Linked DNA regions of Mus musculus: region 2 is linked to region 1. Evidence: chromatin contacts called from public HiChIP or PLAC-seq data. All regions are on one chromosome and are shown on one strand. Each heading gives the region's core, a stretch centred on a gene start, on an enhancer-like site or on the middle of the called end of the contact. The rest is flanking DNA. Distances are from core to core; before and after follow the strand shown. Region 1 overlaps Gm31596 (a long non-coding RNA gene). Region 2 has its middle 41 kb from the start of Gm31739.

What was found. HiChIP or PLAC-seq counts read pairs in DNA pulled down with a chosen protein or histone mark.
Region 2: an H3K27ac HiChIP or PLAC-seq map of heart atrium shows a contact between it and region 1, with 8 read pairs. The contact joins two enhancer-like sites. A contact is called at or near these places in 1 of 484 Hi-C or Micro-C datasets (liver) and 2 of 115 datasets of contacts at active chromatin or transcription factors (embryonic stem cells and heart atrium).

The regions. Positions count from the first base shown.
Region 1 is chr3:151,849,997-151,855,421 of GRCm38.p6, reverse strand. The region is part of intron 2 of Gm31596 (a long non-coding RNA gene); the gene reads left to right. Among named protein-coding and RNA genes, the nearest start is that of Ptgfr, 15 kb to the right of the region's middle. Within about 2 kb of position 3,866, at least 8 of the 459 cell types and tissues checked have an H3K27ac peak or open chromatin away from gene starts, as enhancers often do. A contact at or near this core is called in heart atrium, where this site is marked.
Region 2 is chr3:152,027,007-152,032,625 of GRCm38.p6, reverse strand. No RefSeq gene overlaps it. Among named protein-coding and RNA genes, the nearest start is that of Gm31739, 41 kb to the right of the region's middle. Within about 2 kb of position 3,270, at least 15 of the 459 cell types and tissues checked have an H3K27ac peak or open chromatin away from gene starts, as enhancers often do. A contact at or near this core is called in heart atrium, where this site is marked.

The DNA.
Region 1 (5,425 bases), core at 2,617-5,116:
CTCGAAGTTAGCATTATCCAATTTGGAAAACAGAGTAAGAACATTCAAGGGATGCTGTGGAGGGAATGGCCAGGAGCCTGGTGGATGATCTGCCTTCCACGAGCCACTTAGCAGAGTACAAAGAAAATGAGATTTGGGCAATGTCTTAGTAGAGTTTCTATTGATGTGAGGAGATACTATGACCATGACAACTCTTATAAAACATTTAGGACTGGCTTACAGTTTCAGAGGTTTAGTCCATTATCATCATGGCTAGAAGTATGGCAGTGTGCGGGTACACATGAGTTCTACATTTTGATCTATGGTCAGTTCAGCAGAAGGAAACTGTGGTGCCACAGTGGGCATAGCTTGAACATAGGAGACCTCAAAGTCCACTCCCACAGTGACACACTTTCCCTAACAAGGCCACACTTTCTAATAGTGCCACTTTCTATGCGTCAAGCATTCAAGCACACTAGTCTATGAGGGTCATGCCTATTCAAACCACCACAGGCAAGAAAACCCAGGTCTGAATTTTGACTCATGAGTTGCTTCTCTGGTTTTTAATAACACAATTGATGTTAAAAAATGATAGTAGAAAGATGTCTCAGTTCGTTCAAGGCGAGAGCGACAACCTCTGTTTTGGCTGTCCTAACCCTTCCTGGGCTGCAGAATAGCACTTCTTGTCACTGTAACAGTGCACCAGGGAGCCAGAGCACACGGTTTAAGAAGTTCTGTCATGTCTAGGCTTTGTGTTAATGGACAGATAGCATTTTTGTACAGTTTTTTAAATAATTAACTTTCAACTGACATTGTATTTGTACATATTTATATTTTATAGTGTGATCATACACGCGAACAATGTCTATTGATCAAATCAGGGTAGTCCATTTTTATCTATGGTTTATTCTTACTTTAATCTATCTTGTCTCTGTCGCTCTGCCTTACTCTGTGTGGTTCTGCTTGCCTGTCTGTCTCTTTATCTACCCTACCCTACTCTGTGTGTGTGTGTGTGTGTGTGTGTGTGTGTGTGTGTGTGTGTGTGTGTGTTAAGTGCATAGCCTGTACGGAGGCAGAAGAGAGCTATGGGTGTCTACCCTTGCATTCCACCTTGTCTGAGGCAGCATATCTGCTTCTGTGTACACTAATCCATCTGGCCCATGCCTTAACAGGGATTCTGCTGTGTCTTTGTCCATCTTCCCACAGGAGCCCTGATTGCAGAGGTTTACTGTCATCCCTCCCAGGATATAAGTTCTGGAAATTGTATTTCAGGTCCCCACATTCACGGAGCAAGCACTTTCCTTACTGAGCAGCCTCCATAGCTTACACCTGTAAGCACTCCTTGGGAAACCTTGGGGCTGTCGTTTGTGAATTATTGTGAAATACGCCATGTTTACCTTGTAATAAAGCTCAAGACCAGTTCCTCTGTCTACATGAATTGCTGATGGTCATCTAATATTTCTCTCTCTGCTCTGTCTTGAGTGACAGCACATGGTATTTGCCTTGCTATGTGTTGCTTACTGCATAGAAAATAAAGTTCCCTAGGCCAGTGGGTGTTGCTGCAAGATGACAGGATTCTGGTAATAGTCTGTTACATTTTCTATTTTATTTTAAATTTAAAAGCATATTTATTTACTTTATTTTCTGGGTACGAGTATTTTGACTGTATGGATGCTCTGCACTACCGGCATGCCTGGTGCCCGAAGAATTTAGAAGAGAGCATGGTATTCCTGGGAATTGGAGAGTTACAGTCAGATGTGAGCTACCCTGTGGTTCTGGGAACTGAATCTGGGTCCTCTGCAAGAATAGAAAATACTCTTAACTGACAATCCACCTCTCCAGCCCCAGTAGTCTGTCATGTGTATATTGCATTATCTTTATCTACTTGTCTGATGATTGAAATCTGTGTTGACTCAGTGTCTTGGTTGTTGCAAATCATTCTTTGTAATTACATGGGGAATTCATGTATCTCTTTAATATACTGATTTTATTTCCTTTGATGGATACACGGCAGTGGATTGTATGCTAGATTATACAATAATTTACTATCAGTTTTTTTTTTTTTTGAGGAATATCCACACTGTTTCTCATAATATGTGTGTTCTACATTTTTATCAGTGGTATATAAGAGTACCCCTTTCTACACATCATATTAGCCTCTATCATTACCTTCTGTGTTTGGTACTGGGATGATCACAGGACTGTGCATACCAAGTAAATGCTATGCTACTAAGATACAACCCCTGCCTTTATTTTAGGGTCCTTTTGTAACAGAGGTGATGACATAAATTCCATGGTGATGAGATTTGTTCATATGCTTTTTGGCTGTTTGTAGGACATTAAAAAATATGTTTTTGTAACTTTGGAGTTCTTGGGTTCCATATACACTGTTGGTCAAATAGTTTTCACTTTTTGCAATATCCTGGCTGTCTTTTTAGTTATGACTGTTTCCTTTACCATGAAGGACTGTTTGAGTTTGGTTTGGTCCCTGAACCCATGTACTAAACAGCTGATGTGCAAGTTGGGGACTAGGAGGTGGTAGGAAAAATAAGAGGTGGGGTCTAATGGAGGACATTTTAGGGAACAGTGCCTTTGAAGGGGATGGTGGAACCCTGGCTTTCTCTTCATTTTGCTTCCTGAGTCATGAGGCAAAGTTTTTGATCTGCCATGTTTCCTGTAGTGATCTGTTTTCTCTCCGTGAGCCTAAAGATGTAGGACCATTGAATTGTGAATTGAAACCTACCCAACCCTTCCTCTTCATAATCTCATTAGCTCAGGTATTTCACTTCAGTGAAGAACAAAGAATAGCACTCGTTTTGGGTGTTTGTTCATTTTTGCTTATGCTTTTGGGATCTTATGTGAAAAAAAATCTTTGTTTGTACCACATCTTGAAGAAGTTTCATCATGGTTTGACTTTCTTTACTTTCCCCCTCTGTCCTTATTTACACCCTCCCTCCCTCCCTCCCTCCCTCCCTCCCTTCCTCCCTCCCACCCTATGTCCCTTTGTTCTTGCATCCTCCATCTCCCCTCCCTTCCTTCTCTCTTTTCTTCCTTAAATCTTTGTGGACCTTTGATATTTTGGATTGTCTTTGGCTACACTATAAGATACAGGCGTAAAGTATAATCTTCTGCATTTTGGGTATCTAATTTACTGAAGAGGCTATCTTTTATCCATTGTACACTTGTAGCACTTTTTCTAGACTCTGCTGGTTGCAGATGCTTGAATTGGCATCGGTGTTCGTTCCTCTGGGTGTTGGTCTATGTGTCTACTATTATGCAGGTATCATATTTTTTTGACAACTAAAGCCTTTTAGTGACTTTGGAAGTGAGGTAATACAATGTCTCCTGCTTTGTCCTCTTTGTTCAAGGCTGCTGTGGCTGTGAAGAAGGTTGTGTGGTTTGCTGCTTCTGTGAAGGCTGTCACTGATGTTCTGATAGAGACCACACTGTGGTGATGGCAATGTAGGTCGCTTTGCGAGTTTGGAAGTGCTACCATGATTCTCTTAATCCATGGACAGAGATGTCTTTTCATCTTCTTGGTGTTCTCTTCAACCTCAGCCACATCCTCTTCCTGATGTCTTTGCTGTGCCCGATACATCCTGGCAAACGTACTGATAACTTTTATTTGGTTTGATAATTAAAAGTTTCCTAATTTCTTCTCTCATCAATTGGTGTTTCAGAAGTTGTTTAATTTTCCTGTGTTTGTGTAATTTTGGCAGTTTTCCCTATTGATTTCTAGTTTTATTCCATTGTGGTTGGAAAAGGTACTTGGTGTGATTTCAGCTTTGAAAACATTTGAGATAATTTTGGGACACGGTCTTAGTCTGAGCTGCTGCCAGCCTCAGCTTCATGCTCCTCATGCACCTCTCAGACTCTGGGACTGAAGGGACAGTCAGACATGTGCCACCACTTAGAGCTTAAAATAAACCTTGGGTTCTCAGTGCAACAGCCCACACATATTGTCTGCTATGGACTCAGCTATGTGGGATCACTGTTCTTGGCCAGTTTGTGGTGTATGTTGGTAAACACAGCTGCTTATTCCTTGAGGCACTAGGTGCTTGCTTCTGTCCACATCCTTTGGCTTTATGCCTCTAATTCTAGTGAAACTCTGGTCATTTCAGCTGAATCAGTACTAGATAGTACCGTAAGTAAGGAAGTTTGGCTATATGTGACTGGTGTGTTGTCGAATGTTTATACTGGAGCACCAAACAAGAATCAATCCAAAAGCTGCTGTTGGTAATGATGTTCAAAACAAACTTGGAGTTCTTTACAGATTCACTTGCGAACCCTCACCAGGGCAGCCCACAGGTCTCACCCACAGTTATTAGTCTGTGACCAAGTGCTGCAGGGAGCTGCCTGCTTCTGCGCCTCAATCAAGGAGGGACTGGGTTTACGTCCCCATATCATCACTTGTTATCCAGCTCTTTTTTTCTTTCCCCAAGAAGATAATTGCTCTGTCTGTTGTGATTCCTGAGGCTGGAGCATGGTAAGGTGGCCAGTCAGTGCCTTAGTCGCTAAAGCTGACAATAAGCTTGCTTGCTTCTGAGTCTTGTGGCTTTAGGAACCTGCACAACCTTGGATAAGTGCCCCAGGCCCATTCCACAGCTGGGGGTGTGCAGAGTGAAACAGGAGACTTTCCTACAGGGACAGGAGTCTTTCCTTGGTGCTGGGGCAGGTCCAGACACTGTTTACAAACACTGGCCAGGGGACAAGGTGTCCCTGGATTCTTCCTGATTTTGGGTTTTACTGTAGTGAGCCTGACACCTCAGAGGTCCAAGATAGAGTCCTGTTTTTACTTTTTCAATCTTCCCCCTGCAGCTGAGAGTTCTGCCTGTGGTGTGTGGTGCTGCCTGAAGCTGTAGAGGGGTTCTATAAACAGTGGACTGCTCACCTGGCTGACATGGAGCTGGGGCAGGGGTGGGGTGGGGCTGGGTGGGGTGGAGCCGAAGGGCATTCTGAGCCCCATCCACCTTTTGTCCTCAGCATGGCTTTTCTGGTACAGGTTGTAAATTTAAATCCTGGTCTCACTTCTCTTCTCTCCCAAGCAGGGGATGTTCCCAACCATCCTGCTAGTGCATGGAGCTGGGAGAATGGCAGTACGAGTAACTCTTCCGATCTCTTATGCAGCTCTCTCCTCTTATGCTAAAACCAGGTCCTGGGATTCCCTCATCTAGTTTCCTAGGCTCCTGTAGCGATACTTTGGTGTGTGAATAACTTCAACTTGAAGCTTCTGTGGAGAGATGACTGATGGAAGGTCTTACCCAGCTGCCATCGTGCCCTGTGTTGCCAATGCTGTTGGTTTAAACTTCTATTTCTTTCATGGCAACCACCGAGAAGCTGTGTTTTACAGCTTCCAAAAGAACATTTAATTGAAGTCATACATAGTTTAAGGATTTTCTTTTGATTAAAAAAAAATGCCAACTTATTTTTAGATAGAACTTTTTTA
Region 2 (5,619 bases), core at 2,021-4,520, 180 kb before region 1:
GGGACCGTGAGCTGCTTTTCTACCTGGTTTAGAGTGTCAACAGATGAACTTGAACTTCTAGACCAGGCCAACAAACGCATGGCTATGACCTGACATACGGATTAGACCTCGATTCCTAGCACCTTATAAAGTGCGTGTGGTTGTGCAATCTTGTATTACTAGCACCAAAGCGCATCTTCAGTTACAGAGTGAAATTAGCCAAGCCTGGGCTGCCTGAGATCATAACAAAGGAGGAGGATGGGAGAAGGAGGGGGAGGAGAGGAGGGAGATGAGGAGGAGGGGGGAGGGAGAGGAGGAGGATGGGGGAGGAGGAAGAGGAAAGGAGGAGAAGGAGAAGGAGGGGGAAGGAGGAGGAGGAGGAGGAGGAGAAGGAGGAAGACGAGGGGGAAGGAGGAGGAGGAGGGGACAAATGGCTCACATTCTCAAGGAGTTCATAGTGTAGTGTATTAAAACAGTGGAGACAGAGACTGGTTTACAATATGGAAAGGGCAGAGGTGGACATACACACCCCTGAGGGTTTGCTGGAGTCATGGGGGATGCAGCAGCCTTTTAAAAGGAGATGTCTGATCTGACACAGAATGACTTTTCTAGGAGTGGCAGTGAGACGGGAATGGAAGAAATGATGCGCTGTGACAGAGTTTCGGAAGACTAAGGGATAACTTGATCAAAAGCATAAGGACAGTACTTAGGAGACAGCGACAGATGCTGTCTGTGCATTCAAGGCCAGCTTCGCTACAGAGTGAGCACCAGGACAGAAAGGGCTATGTAGGGAAACTGTATTTTGAGAATCAGAAAACAAAGATAGGGAAACAAAGGTACGGTTGAGCAACAAGTGGTTAAAGGTTCCTGGGGTTTTGAGAGCAGCGCGATGGGGAGGAAAAGAATGGAGAGAGAGGCAGTGCCACCCATCGGAGAAGCTTGGAGTTCTAGACAGGATCTTCCACGCTGGCTGTCTGCCTGTCCATCTCTAGAACGTGTAAGCCTCATCTGCTCAACTCGTTGACACTCTTCAGAACCCCAGGGATGCCATGGAGCCAGCAGGCAAATCTGCTGCCCTCTTGAACTGTTATCTGAAAGGGGGGGGGGTCAGATCACGTGGTACTCACAACGAGAAGGTAAGGGGGATCAGTCTACGCACCTGGGAGAAGACTCAAAGAGACTTTCATGAAGGCGTCACCTCTAAACTTTTTTTTTTTTTTTTTTTTTGGTATGTGTGATCCAATGAGTCTAACTTGGGCTGTTCACAAGAGCAGAGGTGAACGGTCATTTATAGGAATTTGGGCTAAGAAAATACCTCTTTCTCTCCCAACAACTGTAACTCAAGGAGGGATAAAACCTAATGAGTGCTTAGCGCCTCCACGATGGAATGTTTATGGGTGCAATCTTGTGTAAGCCTTGTGCAGATAATCATAGCTGTCGAGAGTTCAAGAGGGCACTGGCCATGCCTTGCTTGGGAGACACCACTCCAGCTCGTTCTCTGGGCCTTACAGAGGCTTTCTTCCCAACCTGTCACAATATTTCTGAGCCTTGGAGGAATGTTGTCCCATTTTAGGCTGGTCAGACAGCAGTCATTTATTCTCTTGTCGTGAGTCTCTGAGCTGTTTTGGTGTGTAAGGTCATGTGAGAGGTGGTTAAGGAAGGAGATCTCTCTAGATCAGAACCTGGGGACTCTTAATAATTTCTTGGGGAGCCATCAAACCCGTATCTATCCAGACTGGTAGGTGGTCCAAATGCAGGTGAGTTCGTAGATGGCTCAATTGTTTTGCTTAACCTAAAGAATTTCAGGTGTTGGATTTTTATATGTTCAGATGCAGGAGACTCAAGCCATGAGCAGCGTCTCTGAGATGTTGAAACATTTGCAATATTTAAGAAAAACATTGCTGCAATAACTTCCCACACCAACATGGCTCTTGAATGATTCAGAGAGGTTTGCTGGATGGAACGGAGTTAGAGGCAGTTTGGGAAGTTCCCCATCAAAGGTCAGATAATATGAGAATATTCTTCCACACATGGCTGAGGAATGGGTAAAGCTTCTTCTTCCCAATTTGCCACTGACTTCCTGTTTTACCCCCACTGTTTTTCTAGGAAACAAAATGACTTAACCTTTGGCTGTTTAGAAATAGCATCTTTGGAGAACTACCCAGGCTCTAAGTTATAGGAAATCACTTAGATATAGTCATTCTGGGATGTAATATACTGCAGCACTGAATCACAACCCCAGCTTTTCTGTGAGTGCTCACCCACTTACCTAACTGTTAGGTAGAACATTTCTAGGCACCTAGAAAACATAAAAAAAAAAAAAAAAAAGAAGATCCCAGTTTCCTAGATTTTTGCAATCTGTAGTGGAGAGTTGTAGCAAGAAGGCACTTGGGATGATTGAATTCAGTCTGTGGCAGAGGTGAGATGAGACCTCTGAGGGAAACACATTCCTTCAGGACTTGGAGGCGATAAAATTGCTGAGGAAGGGAGTAAGGTTGGGGCCTCTTCTTTTCCATCTTCCACTCTAGGTTTTATTTCTTTTGAGTCTTACCACAAAAGAGCTCAGAGTGGCCCCAACATAGCAGGTTAGTGGTGTGATGGAACCACTATTTACATAGCTTCATTAGCTTCTTATTTGATTGGAATGAAAATATTCCCCACTGATGGGTGAGTGACCTAACGCAGCAGCAAGTTACTTGGGATTGCTTAGTGGCTCATGCTCAAAGCAGAGCACATTTGTTTACAGGAGTTGTGCCTTTTTAGGCAGGGCCAGCCACTTCGTTTGCTTCTTTTGAAGTCTCTTCTGCCTGCATTTGCTGGTTTGTGGCTGGGTGTTATCAGGGCAGATAACCACAGTGTGGTCATCTGTCTGTGGTTAGGCTATTAGAGAGTGGGAAGATGGCCTTGCTCTAATTGTGCACAATCATATCTCCACCTCCCTCCACACTTTTTCTCCTGGTGACTGTGATGGTTAGCTCTAATGATGGGCCTTCCACAGTCTAGAATCACAGCATGAGAGAGCCTCGTAGAGCATGTGTACATCAGGTTGGCCTTAGGGCATTCCTAGGAGGGACTTTTCTTAATTAGGATAATTGTTGTGGGAAGACCCAGCCCACTTTGGGAGGTACCATACCCTAGGTTGGGCTCTGGCTTATCTAGGGAGAGTGAGAATGAGCTGCGGACCAGGCAGGCATGAATTATTTCTGTCTTTGCCCTTAGATATGATGTGACTGAGTCATGCAGTGTGACCTCAAATTGTGAGTTCAGTAAACCTTTTTTTCCCCTGAGTTACTTTTGTTAGTGATTGTATCACAGTAATGGAGGTGACACAGGGACAGTCACCGACTTGTAAAGCCTCATGACAACGTGATGGAAACCAAAACTACAAGAGGTGTTTGTGATGCGACAAAAGCGACAGTGTGGGGTGCCCCTCCCCCAGTGACCGATCCCTCCTCAGCCCAAGTGAATCAAACCTCTCCCTCCCTCCCAAGATTCCTTTTTATAGAGGGGATGCTAGGCTGTTTGCCATGATGGAGTTCTCAGAAAGGAAAGGAAGACTGGGCAACAGCCTCATGGTGCAGGAGGATTGACCCTCCCTGCCCCCCAGCTTTGAAGTCAGACATGATAGCACAGTGGCAGGGAATAAGGAAAGGACAGGATTGCAAAAGGCATATTAGTAAAACAAGGCTCTTCTTTCCTCCCTCTCTGCTACCTTCCTCCTCCTCCCTTCCTCCCATCTCCTGCCCTCTCCTGACCTCTCTCCCTCCCTTCCTCCCTCTCCCTGTCATCTTGCTTTATAGAGCAGGATGACCTTGAACTTCATAGTTCTCTTGCCTCCACCTCCTCAGTACTGAGATCACTGGCACGACTTAGAAAAATGTGGGATTTCTTAATGACTTTCTAAATCTTGTTTTTAGTTATTTTACTGTGATTCTTGCATATGATGAGACTAAAATTAAATCACACTATGGGTGCACATAATATCATCATACAATTCCATGAATGTGTCACTGTGGACTAGTCCTAGCCTGGCTTATCTGTGGGTTTCTAGTTGAGTCTCTATTTTGGTGACTTGTGTGAACAACTCTCAGAAGAGACATGCAAGTTGTCAACAAGTACATGAGCAAACAGAGAACATTACCAATCAGAAGAATATAAATAAAAATCACAAGATAGCATCTCACCCTGGGTGGAATGGCTCAGAATGGGTACTGTTAAAAAAAAAAAAAAAAAAAAGAAGAAGAAGAAGAGCGAGAGATGGATAGACAGATAGACTGACCGACTGTAGGCTTAGATTTTTCAAAACCTACTTTATTTAGGATTCTCAAACTCTTTAACCTCTTCTCTAGCCCACTGACCAGAGGTAAGGGAGAAAGAAGGTCACTTCTAAAACAAACCCACATCCCTTTTCCTATTAACCTTCTCTAGAATTAATTATGTGTGTATGTGTGTCTCTGTGCAGATAAGTGCATGTGCATGCCAGTGCCCATGGAGGACCAAGGCATCAGATCCCCTGGAGCTGGAGTTACTGGCCATTGTGGGCTGCTAAGTATAAGTGCTGGGGTGGAAATTCAGGTCCTCTGGAAGAAATGTATATGTTTTCTTAATGTCCAGCCTCTGGGATCTGAGTTACTGAAATAGTCTTTTAACCTGAACCCCTACCTCCACTTTCCCCACTATTTTTGTGTATTTCTACCATATTGATCTTCAAAATGCTAGTTGGATGGCGCTATTTCTTGCTTACTTCCTTTCCATGGACCCTGTGTTTTCATAAATATTAAGGAGACGTGGCTCTACCCCACAAATTCATATGCATTTGGGGATATCTATTTACCTATTAATCTATCCTATTTACCTATATATCCATCCATCTATCTATCTATCTATCTATCTATCTATCTATCTATCTATCTATCTATCTATCTATCTATCTATCTACCTACCTATGCATGTATCTATCTAAGTGCTGGGTATAGAACCCAAGGCCACATCCATGCCAGGCAGTCTCTCTACTACTGAGTTGCATCCTAACCCCGTGCGGTCTTTAAGGGGCGAAATGCATTGAATGAAGATCATTAGGGCACAAAATAGCCCAATGTGACTAATGTTCTTGTGAGAAGAAGGCATTCATCAATAGTCAGGAGTCAGTGAGAAGATTGATACCGTCAAACCAAAGAGAATGGCCTCAGAAGAACCCAACCCACTCTCTACTCGGGAGAAAGTAGACTTCTGTTGTTGAAGCTGCCCAGACCTGGCATTGTGTTAGGAAAGCCTTAGCCGACTGGTGGCGGAAGGAAGACACGTATTCTATGATGCAGCTCCTAGAAAGTCCTTGATGATGATGGGACATTTTATGCTTTTCTTGATGCTTCAGAGGTTAGACCCCCTTTTTCCGTGCCTGCAGCCTTTGTTTCTACATTGGTTCCTGACCCTCACCTTTTTGAAGAGGTTCCCTTCTGTCTGTTGTATGTCCGTTTATGGCTGTGTGTATTTTTCTAACCCATTTATAGGCACATGCCTGCATGTGTGTATGTTCTACTTTTACATCATGTTTCAGTTATTGCTACCATTGCTCTGACAAAGAACAGACAAAAGCCACTTAAGGAAGGGTTAATTCAGCTTAAGGTTTCAGAGTGTAGG